Regions from separate parts of the Gossypium hirsutum genome. Here region 2 is linked to region 1. The links are chromatin contacts, called in public Hi-C maps. All regions are on one chromosome and are shown on one strand. Each heading gives the region's core, a stretch centred on a gene start, on an enhancer-like site or on the middle of the called end of the contact. The rest is flanking DNA. Distances are from core to core; before and after follow the strand shown.

The links. Hi-C and Micro-C count contacts between places; a contact is called where the count stands out from the background.
Region 2: a contact with region 1 is called in a Hi-C map of leaf, with 2.1 times the contacts expected there. The contact joins two enhancer-like sites. A contact is called at or near these places in 5 of 34 Hi-C or Micro-C datasets (anther and leaf).

Annotation. Positions count from the first base shown.
Region 1 is chrA11:91,878,997-91,886,333 of Gossypium_hirsutum_v2.1, forward strand. No RefSeq gene overlaps it. Among protein-coding and RNA genes, the nearest start is that of LOC107891119, 22 kb to the right of the region's middle. Within about 2 kb of position 2,960, at least 2 of the 9 cell types and tissues checked have an H3K27ac peak or open chromatin away from gene starts, as enhancers often do. A contact at or near this core is called in leaf, where this site is marked.
Region 2 is chrA11:92,271,543-92,278,879 of Gossypium_hirsutum_v2.1, forward strand. No RefSeq gene overlaps it. Among protein-coding and RNA genes, the nearest start is that of LOC107891163, 17 kb to the right of the region's middle. Within about 2 kb of position 3,574, at least 9 of the 9 cell types and tissues checked have an H3K27ac peak or open chromatin away from gene starts, as enhancers often do. A contact at or near this core is called in leaf, where this site is marked.

The DNA.
Region 1 (7,337 bases), core at 1,710-4,209:
CATCCAAATCCATTGTGATTTGTGAAGCTGCAGTCAGCAAGTAAATTGATGGTAATTTTTTTTTTGGCCAATTTCTCAGAACTGGTTACATGTCTGGATCTAGTGAACAATTTAGAGTATGAGGCATCAACTTAAAAATTTTGAATGTTAATTGTTTAAAATATAATTATATTAAAATTTACATTTAGTTTTTAATGTTGTTAGAAATTTTTACAATTATTTTATGTTATTTTTTGTGTAATATATTAATTTATATAATATTTTACATATTATATCATACTTCAATTTAAAGATTATGTTTCGGGTTTTAGTTTATATTTTATTTTACATGATTTATTAAAAAAATTTATCTTCATTAGCTTTTTGTATTCAAAATATTATACATTAATATAGTTTTATTTCACATTAATTTTTAATGTCTATAATGCATGCCATTTTTCATTTCAGTTTTGCAAGCGGTGAAAATTAACTTTTTAAAATTTTTTTAACAATATCATTTTTAGGGTTTGAATTTAAGATTTCTTTCCGGAAGCATAATATACCTTACAATTGTATACAATATTTGTTTATTTTTCATGTTAACTTTGTGACATATTTAATTGAAATTCATAATAGTTTGATTTTAACTCTATATTTATTTACTTAAGATTTTAAAATATAAAAATTATTTAAATAAATAAATTATTATAGTAACCAATTTAGAAAAAAAAAATTAATATCGTAGTTAAAAGTAATTGGTACATAGCTCAGATGTTGGACTTAGGTTAATTTAAAATCTGTATTTAGTTAGCATTAGAGGAAAATAAAAATAAATTATACTAGGATTTTTTAAATGATATATTTAGATGAGTGGATTAATATATTCATTTTAATATTCTACTTAATTCAATGCTCAACAGAGGAAAAATTAATTTTTTATTCTATTTTATGTATTTAAAAAGAGTAATTTGCATAATCAGATGCATGAATTTAAGATCTGCATTCGACCTTAACATAAATATAGTTTTAGTAATTAATGAAATATCAATAATCAATATTATTACAACTTGAATATAAAATTTAAATAAAATATATTTTGGCATTAAATATATTATTCAATAATGTTTTATCTTAAAATTAATGGACCACATTCCGGTGGATTTAATTCAGGAAAAAGGTGAATTGAAGGGATAAATTATTCAAATCTCTCATCATTCATTCAAACTTGTTGGTCTCATTCTGATTAAATATAATTCTAAAACAACAATTTTAAATATACATCATAAATAATTATTAAGAATTTATGATTTTCTTAATTTATGTAAGTTGTATACTTTAATTTAATCGTTTTAGTTCTTATACTTTTTCAAATTTTAAATTGTAACTCTTATAAATAATAATTATTAAATTCATTAAGTTTTGTTATTTTTAAAATTCAACGTAGCAAATATATTATCATATTTGTAATACCATGCCAACTAGCAATTTTCACGTATTACTAAAAAAAAAGTCAGTTAATGGGTTTAACTGTTGTTGCTTGCGTCAAAACTGAAATTTTGAAATTCGAATAGTACGAAACTAAGAATGATGCAATTGAAGAATGTGAATTAAATTTATAACTTTACGCATAGTAAAATTTAACCAATTGGATTTAATTGCTATTGTTTGGGCTAAGGTTGTAATTTCAAAACTTGAAAAGTACAAGGACTAAATTTAATCAATTTAAAAAGTATAAGGACTAAATTTGAATAAAATAAAGTATAGGGATTAAATCCATAGTTTACACATATTACAAGATTAATAGCATTATTTAGCCAACTAGATTTCACTTCTACAGTTTGGGTTTAGGATTGTAATTTCAAAATTTGAAAAGTAGAGAGACTAAAATTAATCATTTCAAAAAGTATATGGGCTAAATTTGATCTAATTAAAGTATAAGATTAAATTCACAATTTATGCATAGTACAATGATTAATGGACAAATTTAACGTTTTTATCATAAAACAATAAGCAAAGTTTTTAGAATCAGATGATCGAATCGATCAAACCATCGATTCTCGATCTGATCGATTTTGTTTGATTCAATTGAATAAATTATTAAAAATTTAAAAATAGAAAAAATTAATAGCTTGATTCAATTGAGTTTTTAACCAGGTCGTACCGATTTGTAAGTTAATCCATCCAACCTATTCTTGCGGACCAATATACAGACTGATCCTACTCTAAAAGCAATGGTCAGTAAGAGATATCTGGTTCAAGTAATATTATATTTTATAAACTAAAAATTAAATAAAGTAATACAATATATCTAAAAATATGCTATTCTGTTTAAAAAAAAATTGGTTTGGTGAATCTTTATATTAAACTTGAAATATATTATTTACTTACAAAACTAAAAGAGAGGAAAAAGAAGCAAAAACCGGTATATTTATTGTGTTAAGGTGACGTTGGAAGTTGGGGATAAAAGGACAAAGGAAACAGTAGCTAAAGTCCTGAACGTTAAAGTGGGAGAAGAAAGCTGCCATTTTTTTTTTTCTGTTTTTCCTCTTCACTGAGGCATTAAAGCAGACATAAAGGGATTGTTTAATTGCTAATGGTGTGAGTCAGTCATATTTGGATCCCATTGCAATGATGTGTAAAAGTACGTATAAAGGAATAAATTAGCCTCTTTCTTTCTCTTCTACTCTCAATCGCTTTAGTGCCAATCTGTCAAACACCTCCTATCATCAAATGGGTTTTTGTTTCCAATATCAAATTTTACATATTATTTTAATGTAAGTGTATTTAAAATATAATATATTTTGTTGATTAAATTTTAGTTTAGCTAATATCGTATTATTGGGACAACGACTTGAACTCTAATTTTTCTCGGATTATGGATAGAAATAGATAATATTTCTTGATTTTTTATTAATTATATTCCTATCTATAGGATTTTACCCAAGTCATTTTTATGAATTAGGTCCATCCAAGGCCCCATAAGTGCGTTTATTGTTGGGTTGTGGACTAACCTACTTCTTCGGCTTGTTGGGTTGGTCCACATTAGATTCTTCTAATTGGATTTTTGAACTTAATCTATCAAGGCCCAAATATATTTACAACATTACTAATTACTGTTATAATTAATGTTTGTAAATTTAGATCGGTGATTGAACCAGTTCGATCGTCGATTTTTAATCTGGTTGATTCAATCGGTTTAACCACAGATTCGATCAATTTATTGTTTAATAATATTAAAGAAAACAATAAAAACCCAAGTAGCTATTACTATAGATCAGCATTTTTATAACCAAACCATGTTTATAAATTACTATAAGACCCAACTATGTTAGGTCCAGAGTAAAAAATAAAATAAACTTAATTCTTCCCCTCATCTCTTTCGTAATTTCCTTGCTGCCTATTTCTTCTCATCATTTCAAAAACTCATTTGGTTGGGGTTGTTAACATTACTTTTATACACAAATGGAGTGAGGTTGTTAAGTATTTTGGTAACTTTCAAATGTAAACCACTTTTTCACCTGACAAGTGGTAAGACATCTCATTAATTTGAGTAATTTTTATTGATGACTCTAATTTGTCACATAAAAGTCAAAAATTCATTATGAATGCTGAATTTATGGTATACGTAATGGAATATTACACATTAAAGTATTTCTTATATATTTCAATTAACCCAAAGCAATGGTATATATTATAAAATTACATCGAATTTATATTGAATTTAAGAGTTCCAGAATATGAAATACATAAATGAGTATTGCAAAAATTAACTATCAATTATTAAATTAAATTACATATATGTACATAATTGACTATCGGTTTTAATATTAAGTTTAATTTAGACGATAAGTTATGTTTTTTAGACAATTTTTATTTTGATTCATTATTATATCTCAACTATTTGTTTGCTATTGTTTTCAAGGAATGGGGGGCTTGCAACCAAAAATGAATGTCGCAGTGAAAAAAAGGAAGTAGAAGATAATTTTATTTTAGGTCCCTCGAATTTTTTTTTTCTAGTTTAATACCTAATTTTAAGTTTCCATTTAATTGATTTAATCATTTAAGCATGTTTTAATTTGTGCAATTGTATCCTTACAACATTGCTTAATTTATTCAATTGAACCCCTTATGGTTTTATGCAATTTGAAAAGTTGTAAAATAGTTATATATTACATTTTATTAGTGAAAAATTGTTAAAATGATATGTGTGCAATTTTAGTTTCATGTTGTTGAAATAGCATAACAATGTTAAGTATTACATTTTATTATTGTAATTTATACTTTTCATGGTTTGACTAATACTAGTTTCTTCTTTGAAAAATTGTATGCTCTTTTTTCTTTTTATAAATATTTAAGTATGAAATTGTCATCTATTTTTTTTTTACTTTTTCAACTATTATATTAAGAAAATTATATTAGGTAAATGTATGTTTCATTATTGGTTGTTAGTAATGCAAAAGAAAAATGTAAATCTCGCATTGGTTGGGAAAGACTTCTAAAACGGGTTTAAATATAATCCTACTTCTTACTCACATTGAGTAATTGAGGATAAGGCCCAACACATGAGTGCCAACTCTGTGTCCGTGTTGACACGTGTTTACGACACGTACCATGCAAGGTTTTTCTGGATAAAATTTTTTATTTTTCTTTTATAAAAATTAAACTGTTACAATTTTGACTTGACCAACCAAATTGTTGCATTTTTTTTGGAAACTGGCTTCTGGCCATTGTGTAATTCAAGAAATTGAGTATTCGGATTTACCATTTTACCCCTTTAATTTTACCGTTTTGCCTTTCAGAAAATCCTATAAATACCTGGGTCATTCTCCTCATTAAACACACAACAAATAGAAATCACTTCTTTTTCAAAGTCTTTTTGTTCTTCTTTTTGAAAACTTTTTCTGGTCAATTATTCTAATCAAGTTTTCAGTTTTGTTTTCCTAGCCTATTTCCTTTTCAAGAAGAGAAATACCAATTAGCTTCCACCTTCTTTATTCATGTGTATGAATATTAAAGTTGTGTTAACCTTAGGGGGCGACATCCACTATACGATTACATCGATCTTGGCAAATTTGATTTTAAAGCAGGGGTTCTTTCACGACACAATAATCATTTCGTTTATTTACGTACTATTTATTCTTTCCTGTCAGTGTTAACGCTTAGTTTTGCAGTAGTATATTTTCAACATTTTAGATGCACATCTTATACTACTATGTATACATGTTTGTCACAATGATGAACAAGTTCATTCCTGATCTATCCAAGCTCGAGAATCTCGACGGAACCAACTACCGTCGCTGGTTTCAAAAGATGGTTATATTTTTTGAACAACTTGAAGTTGACTACATCCTCTTCAACCCATTTGTCACCACAACAGTCAATGATTTTGCAACTGTTCTCGGAGACTAGGACGTCAACGCCACCACAAAAGCCAAGTATGACAAGGAACACAAAATAGTAAGAGGTTACATGTTAAGCCACATGTCTAAAATTCTCTTTGACCTATCTGTTAAAGATAAGTCAGCTAAGTCCATTTGGGATACCTTGGAGAAAAAGTATGGAGTTGATGATACTGGAATTAAGAAGTACGTTGTTGGAGAGCGGCTCAAATTTCAGATGATTGATGATGAGTCAACAATGGATCAAGTATATGCCTAAGAAAAATTAGTTTTTAACATCGTAGATAAAGGGATGAAGATGTGTGAAATCCTTCAAGAAAAAATCCTTCAAGAATTAATTCTAAATGCACACCAACAGGGGTTTTCACATGGCCTGGAACACGCCCTCGTCTTTGGCCCGTATCCCTCACACGGCCAAGACACGCCCGTGTGCAAAAACCTGGACATTCTATTTTTGACGTTAGCAATCCTTAAGGGTCACACGGCCAAGGCCCACGCCCGTGTGCTAGGCCGTGCCATTCACATGGCTGAGACACACGGTCGTGTTTCTGCCCGTGTGTTTACTACCATGCATACTAACATACAATTCTTACGTGTAGGGGATACACGGCCATGTCACATGCCCATGTAGTGGACCGTGTGTCACACACGAGACACACGTCCGTGTGCCTACCCGTATGGACAAAATAAAGCTATTTACCAAGCCTTTTTGTCACCCTTTCTTATATATCCTGCACAAAAATCACTCTATACTAACATAAGGGCACATAACAAAGCCAAAATAACCACAATGGACAACATTTCATTTATACAATTTACTCATCCATGAAAATATCATCTTCTATTTATAAATCAAAATGAGTATTATATTCATTATATGAGCCAACACATTATGGCTAACTAACGAAACACTAAACAAAGACTAGAGTCCCTATACATGCCATAAAATAAAACAATGAAACTAGTTATACCAAGGTCTTGAGTGATAGTGTGATCGAAGCTTTTGATGTCATTCGATCCCCGATGCTAGTTTGGCGACACTATAAGGAAAGAAAAGAAATGAGGTAAGTGTGGGAGCTTAGTAAGTACATATATGCAAATAAAGTGTAATTATAAGAAAATCATATTCATCCAACGGTAGCTTGTCATACTTAAAAGATATAAATCACTTAACATCTCTATCTTACTCTTCTTTTCATTCATGTATACTTAATAAACCTAGTTATTTACTCCGGTCCTAACCATGAGTTCGGTATACATACCTCATCAAAGTATTCACCAACTAAATCTTTGGGTTACCCGTTGAACCCTCCAAATACATATGGATATGCGAGGAATTTGCGTCTAAATGCCATATAAGAAATCAGGGCTACCTCATGCTATGAAACACTCACATTTGAGCTATTCACGGGCCTTTTTATCAAGTCAAGACTCGAACCCCATAGCTATCATGTAACGTTTGCTCATTGAGCCACTCACGGGTCTGTACACAAAGTCAATACCCGGATGCACGTTACTTATAACATTTATCTCATGAACTCAGACTCAACTCATGAGTCCAGAACACATAATTCTCATCGCATGCCCCTTTGTATCCTATGCCATGTCTAAGGTTCAACGGGCTTCCTATCAAATCAAATTCAACGGGCTTCCTATCAAATCGAATAGCATCACATTTGCTCACATTGTAATTTACTCGCATAACATGCCATTCATACATTCATGGCAACAATTAGAATTTAAATACATAACAATAATAAGCTAATTATACATTCATATTATTAAAATATATCCAAGTAAGCTTCAATAACACATTATTTACATATGTATTTACCTTAATACAAAATGATGAAGACAAGCTTAATCCCCGTAAACTTTATTTTTACCCCGATCAAGACCCGAATCACGTTTCTCTTGATCTAAATTAATAAATTTCATTTATTTCATTAGCATATCAAT
Region 2 (7,337 bases), core at 2,324-4,823, 390 kb after region 1:
GTACTCTAGTTTTGGGATATTGGGCTTATGAATGTTTTGACATGATTCGAACTGTTGCGCCCAACTGATAGAAGATTTAACAATTTCAACAGCTGACCAAGTAACATTTTGAAAGATGAACAGATTTCTATTCTCCTAAATCACCAGATGATGAGACCAAAAAAACATGACCAAAGAACTCCACTTTTCTACAATCTCATGGGCAGCAAAGATTAAAAGATAACCAAATATAAAAAGGATTAGAAAAAAACTTGGTTTGTTGATCGATTGGGACCACATGCTTCCACACTTCTTTTGCAGCTAAACAATGTCGAAGTACATGAAGAATGTCTTCAATTTCGTGACCACGTAAGGACCAAGAGCTGTTATAACCCATTCCCCTCCTGGAACATTCTGAATTAGATAGCCAAAGGAAAAAACGAACTCGTTGAGGCCCCTGATACTTCCATATATTCTTCCAGAAGATATCTCTAGAATTCCATGGATCTTGTTTTAAGGACTAGAAAGCGTTACAAACAGAAAAACAACTTGATGCTGAGGAAGCCCTAATCACCCTATCCAATCCCAATGAAGGATGTGGAGGGATACTTATAATTTGTTAAATCACCTCTTCAGGCAGCCACATACGAAATAGGTCAAGATTCTAAGTCCTATTGGAAGTAACCAAATCACTAAGGGTGCATTCCAAATCTAAATTAGCATGTGCGGGAATATGCAGAAGTAAAAGGGCAACTTTCGGGATCCATGAATCCTTCTAGCATCCAATACTTGTACCATTCACCACTGACCAAGCTAAGTTCTCATATAAGAGGGGCCATATCTTAGAGAGGGACCTCCACAAATGCAAAAATTGGCTTTTGGCAAATGACTTCGAGAGTTGTTCTTTCAGTCTGTATTTCGTGCGGAGAACTTATACCCATAAGGCATTATCCTTAGTGACTAAGTTGAATCCAATCTTCATGAGAAAAGAATTGTTTCGATAATGTAAATGATGAAATCCCAACCCACCGCAAGATTTTGGCTGACAAATGGAGTTCCACCCAACCAAAGTAAGTTTTAGATGAAAACAAGTGCAACCCCAAATAAACCATCTAGCAATTTTATCAATCTCTTCACAAACTCCCTTCGGAATCAACATGGTTTGCATAAAGTAATTAGGGATGGTAAGGAGAATAGATTGGACCAGGGTAACTCTTCTGGCCATGGATAACTTCCTTGCTTCCCAACTTTATAGTTTATGCCTCACCTTTTCCACAACAAAACTTAGGGTATTTTTAGTGACCCTATCATGAAGAAGAGGCACGCTTAGTTAAATGCCAAGGTTTTAAACCACTTGAAAGCCAAATAATTGGCTGATCTGTGAGCAAGTATCACCTTCAGCTCATTTGGAAAAATAAATATTGCTTTTCTGAGTACTGACTTTGTGTCCAAAGAAAGCACAGAAGTGATTCAAGATGTCTGCTAATAATTTAGCTTGATCTAACTCCGCTTTACAAAAAATGACCAAATCATCTATGAAAAAAAATATGAGATAAATTAGGACCCGATCTTAAAAGATGAATTGGACACCACTTACCTTCATCAATCTTCGCATGCATAAGATGCCTTAACCATTCCATACAAAGCACAAAAAGGTACGTTGACAATGGACAACTCTATCTGATTCCTTTATATGGCTTGAATTTCTGAGTGGGAGTTCCATTTCAGAGAATTTGCATAGTCGAAGATGAGATAGCCACCATGATTACTGAACTGAGAAAAATTGGGACTTCCACAGCCTATAGTGAAGCACCGATAGATTCCCAACTTACTCTATCATAAACTTTCTCTAAATCCAACTTGATTGCCATCTATTTTTTGCCATCACGTTTTTTTCACATAGAATGTATGACTTATTGTGTTATGATAACATTATCCAAAATATTGCATCCTGCAATGAAACTGACTTGTTCCTACGAGATAAAATTAGGAAAAACCAATTTAAATCTGTTAGAAATAATTTTCATCACTAATTCACACATTACCGAGTATAAACTAATGGGGCGAAATTGGTTGAAGTCCTTTAGCTTGTCATTCTTTGGAATAAGTACTAACAATGAGTTAATTAGTTTTGGGTCAATACTGTTACCAGCGAATACTCCTTGCACCCAATCACAAACTGAATTTGCTAAAATATCCCACTGACTCTAGAAAAAATATGCATGAAATCCGTCGCTTCCCGGAGCTTTTGGGGGATCCATGTTGAAGAAGGTTTTCTTAATTTCTTCATTTGAAATGGACTTTTCCAAAAACTCAATGTCCTGGGTCTTGAGACAAGGAAAAATGTTAGATGGTAGATCCTTCATGGGTTCTGGTCTTTCGCCATTAAATGTCTCGAAAAAACCAATTGCCCCATTTTTAAGGATATTTTAATCTGAACACCACTCACCATTATCCATGCGTAAGGCCATGATATGGTTAAATTTCCTTCTGTAGATCATTCGACTATGAAAAAATTTGGTGTTATGATCCCCAAACTAGAGCCAGTCATACCTAGCTTTTTGCCTCCAAAGAAGCTTATCATGGTTCAACAAATTTTCCAACTCATCTCGCTCATCAATCTCTAATTGAATTAACCGAGAAGAGGTAGAATGATCTAGGGCCTTTTTGATAGTAGAGAGTGATCTTATAAGATGTCTTTTATGAAAGCCTATAAAACCATAAACAGACCTGTCCATTCTTTAACATGTGAAGTAAAACTAGATAGAGAACTATCTGTATTACCCAAGAACTGCCACTTATCTTTCACAAAGGACGAAAAATTTACATGCTTCGTCCATCCTACTAAGAACCTAAAAGGTCTCCCTGTGGCCAAGCTAATATCTAGATTGGTCCTTAGAAGAATGGGCCTATGATCAGACTTAATCCTCAAAAAATGGGAAACAATGCATTGTGGAAAAGTTGAAATCCATGAATCATTAGCCAATGCACAATCTAATCTCTCAAATGTGCCAACTTTTTGCCAAGTAAAGGATGGACCGATGAATCTCAAATCCTCCAAATTACAAGAATCTACAAAATTTCCAAAAAGATTACATCTTTTCCCTATGACATAAATACTTTTTTTTATCTTCAAGTGATAAGATAACATTAAAGTCACCCATAATTAAACATAGTAAAGAATCATGAGGTAAAGCAAATTTCAAATCTTCCCAAAGTGCTTTTCTTTTCCTAGGATATTAAAATGGGATTTAGATAAACATTACCAGACACGCATAGAAAAATAAACTATGGGTGATTTTGGATAATTCAAATCTTAACAGATTCCTTCTAACCCACCCAAATTCCTCCTAAAAACCCAATAGCTTCAATATGATGAGAATTAAAAAACCCAATTTTTCAATGATAAAATTAGCCTTTTTTACCACTTACTCTTGGCAATTCCACAAAAAATGGTCAGATTTAAATCCATATAAATTAATATAGACAAATAATAAATAAAAATAAAAATAAAACCTCCAGAGCCTTACTGTTTAGGGAATTCTCCCTTGTCTTGTTGCCTGCCTAATCTTTAAATTTGGGCCACCTAAGCCCAAAGCTTCCACAGCTTGAGAAGAAATTGCTTCGTCCAAATGTGCCATTGATTCCCGTAACAAAACCTTGGAATTTCCCACAGTTCTGAATCTGCTACCCTTTTAAAGATTAATTTTGTTCTGGGGTTTTGAAAGACGCGAACCTCCATGCTTCGCCCCTAAAAATTTCCCAGCAACTTCATCTTTCGCTTTCCCCGAATTCACATCGGAATTCCTTTCCCTTTGGTTTTCGACGAGTGCTTCATGAGGTTATTTAAAGGTGACCGCCAAATGCCTTCGGAAGTCGAGACCATCACCTGTTTTGGAATCTGTGATGTCAACAACTCTCTCCAATGATGACCTCGCCTGTGCCATATTTACCGATTTATTTCCATCACCAGCAAAGTGCGAGTGAGAGCCTGAACCAGCATTCCCACCATCCACGTCTCTGCCCTAATTTCCAGTAGCAACTAGGTTTGTGAAAAGCTGACCGGATTCTTCCATAACCCGATCGGATTCAACCATTGTTTTGTTTTCACTCGGCCCACAATTTGACCCGTTTCCTTAGCCTGATATGCTATCTTCCAGCATGTTGCTTCCCTTTAAGCCTTTGAATCCCCCATTAAAATTTTGTCTTGGGTGACTTACCAAATTCCTAGGTGACAGGGGCCCATTATCTACCCCACTGGCATTATTAGAAGACTTTGAATGGCTTGCCACATTTTTAAGACCCAAGATTAGTTGGGCCTCTATTTTGACTACTAAAGTGGCCCACCTTATGCATATTAGACCCATCACCTTGGATTCCTTCATTTGTTGTTTCTTTCCCCTTTCTATGCCGTATATTCCCAATTTCCTTATTCGTCCCAGAATCAATGCCAACGTTACCTTCATTTTCTGCCAATGCCCTAAAATAGAAACCTTCATTATTCTTTTTTGAAATTCTAGGCCCTGATTGTGTTGAATCCCTTGATTTCCTATGAGATCTTTTCTCTACCAACATCCACAGGCCGGAACCATCACTTTTCTCCCCCGTTTCATCATCAACCATATTCATAGCCTCTGGTGAAGATTCCGACGAAGGCATCGTTCTCCCAGAAGTGGGTTCAAGGACCCTAAAGGGACAAACTTCTTTTACATGCCCATACCGTCCATAGTGAAAACAGACCGTTGGTAAGAATTCATACTTGACCCTCTGTATTTTTCCATTGATTAAGACTTGGGACACCAACGGTTTATCCAAGTTGACATACACAGCCATACGAGCGAAACATCCTCTAATCCTATTGTCTGTGTTCATATCTAGTTTGGCAACCTTGCTGATTAAACTCCCTATTTATGTCAGAATTTTTCGCTTATAAAAGTATCCTGGCAAGCCCGGTAGTCTTATCCACGACATTACGACACTGGGAAATTTATGTGCTGGATTAAAAGACATCGACCAAGGTTGAACTGTCAGGTATTGCCCAAAAATGATCCAGGGTCCTTCCGAGAGCAATTTTTTTTTGAAATTTGGCCAAGAAGTAACCATTCTCAATATCCATCAACTGGAACGGTGACGATGAGTTCCATAAACTATAGATTTTATTCTGAAGCACCGAAAAACCAATGTTATGCCCCAAAAGCTTCAGAACCACAATGTTTTCCATATCCCGAATAAGAATCTGGTGAATCCTATCAGAGAATTCGATTGAGGGAGTGCCATTAATTACTGACTTCTAAATATCTCCTCCTAGTAACTCAAATTCCTCCTCCTCCTCTAAACCTTTACCCCCATTATTGGATGAAATTCCAACAAGTTTGTCCTTCCAATAAATAACTGGCTCGTTAGTTAGATCCACCAACACTTCTCTGTTCACACTTTCCTCATTATACTTAATCTAAGCTTTCTTAAGGATTAAATCTTCTATCGAACCACCTTCAGATCCAACATTATCACAGAGAGAAAACATACAAGAATCTAAGTATTTAGATAAATATGTATTTTAGGTCACATATTTAAAACAATGGCAAATAAATAATATATGTATTTGACATATCACTATTTTATATATATTTAATTAATGTAAATTCACTATTATTTATGACAATAAATATTATGAACAAAAATCTTTTAATTATTAACCGATATTACAACTACACAAAATCCTTACCAAAACCGTTGATAACTTTATGATAATATATTAAACAACAAGGAACACTGAAAAAATGTAATAGTTTTTTTGAAAAATATTGGTAATACATACTTTTTATTTCTATGAAAAAGTAATACGTATTTTTAATCATAAAAAATAGTACATACTATTTAAACATTAAATAAATTTCAATATTCAAAAAATTAAATTATTTAAAATACTAATTTTTTTTCAATTTTGTTTAATTTTGAATATTCAAAAAAATATAAAATTATTTTAAAATTATTAAAATTTAAATTTAAATATTTAATTTTTTATATCCTACACTACTATCTTTCTTATTTATAGTCAATGTTTAGTTTTTTATGTTTAAATTAATATTAAAGGTAAAAATTAATGACAAATATTTTGTTAAATAAGATTAATATATAACTTAATATAAATAATGCATTCTTAACTTATAAAATTATTTATCTTTTAAATTTTCAATAAATTTAAATTTTGTACTAAATTTTTAACAAATAAATATAATTAAACTAAATTAATATTGTAACGGCCCACACCCGTCTCAATGTCCAATATGAATGGAAGGTGCCACCGTAAAAACAAAATCTTGAAAATACTAAAGATTTAAATTTTTTGAGTTAATCAAATAAATTCATATTCAATAAAATTATTTTAGAGATTTAAAAAATTAAAATCTTGAAAATACTAAAGATTTAAATTTTTTGAGTTAATCAAATAAATTCATATTCAATAAAATCATTTTAGAGATTTAAAAAATTAATTTTAAAAAAATTTATGAATGATTGGAGGTGTCTAGGATCGAAAATGGGCTTCAACGAGCCCAAAACACTTAAAATAGTATAGAGACATTGCCCACATGCTCAAATACCTAGGCCTAGGTATTGGTACCCAAGTGCTTGGTAATGACACCTCAGCCCAATTACTATAGCATTTTAGATATTGCCAACTTGGAGTTCGATACTTAAATAAGGGTATTGAAACTTGGACCTTTGGGACTAAATTTTTGGCAACTGTCTTGCAAAAGTACTAATACGAATAATAAGAGCACCAGACCCTTTATGCAAGAGACTGAAATTTCACTTAGAAAATTCCACAAATACACTCTAAAACACATTTAAACAATGCCAATATAAAACCATCACAAAGATCAATTCAAGGTATGAAATATTAATCTCAAACACTTTCTAATATACTCAAAATAGAATCATTATAAAGACATTTAGCCATCATTAAAGGCATCTAGAATGAACAACACACATCCACAAGTAGCCCAAATTAAGATAGTTAAATGCATGCATGCTTGCCAAATGTTTTATACATCTCAAGGTTAAAGAATCACCAAAAGTCTCCAACTCAACAATTCAAATCCTCATGCTTTAAAATATTAAGTGGCATATGAAACTAGCATATATATACATGTTGACACCCTAAGTATAAGCTACATATAAACTAATTTCATACTCTTAAAGGTCTTGATGATAGTGAGATGGTCCAAAGTCGAGTTGGACTTCAAGAATCCAAGGCAATATCTATGCGCAAAAACAACAGTGCATAAGCATGAAATTCTTCATAAGTTCAAATGGAAAACACTATATTTATCTTACCTTGGTGTGAGCATGCCATG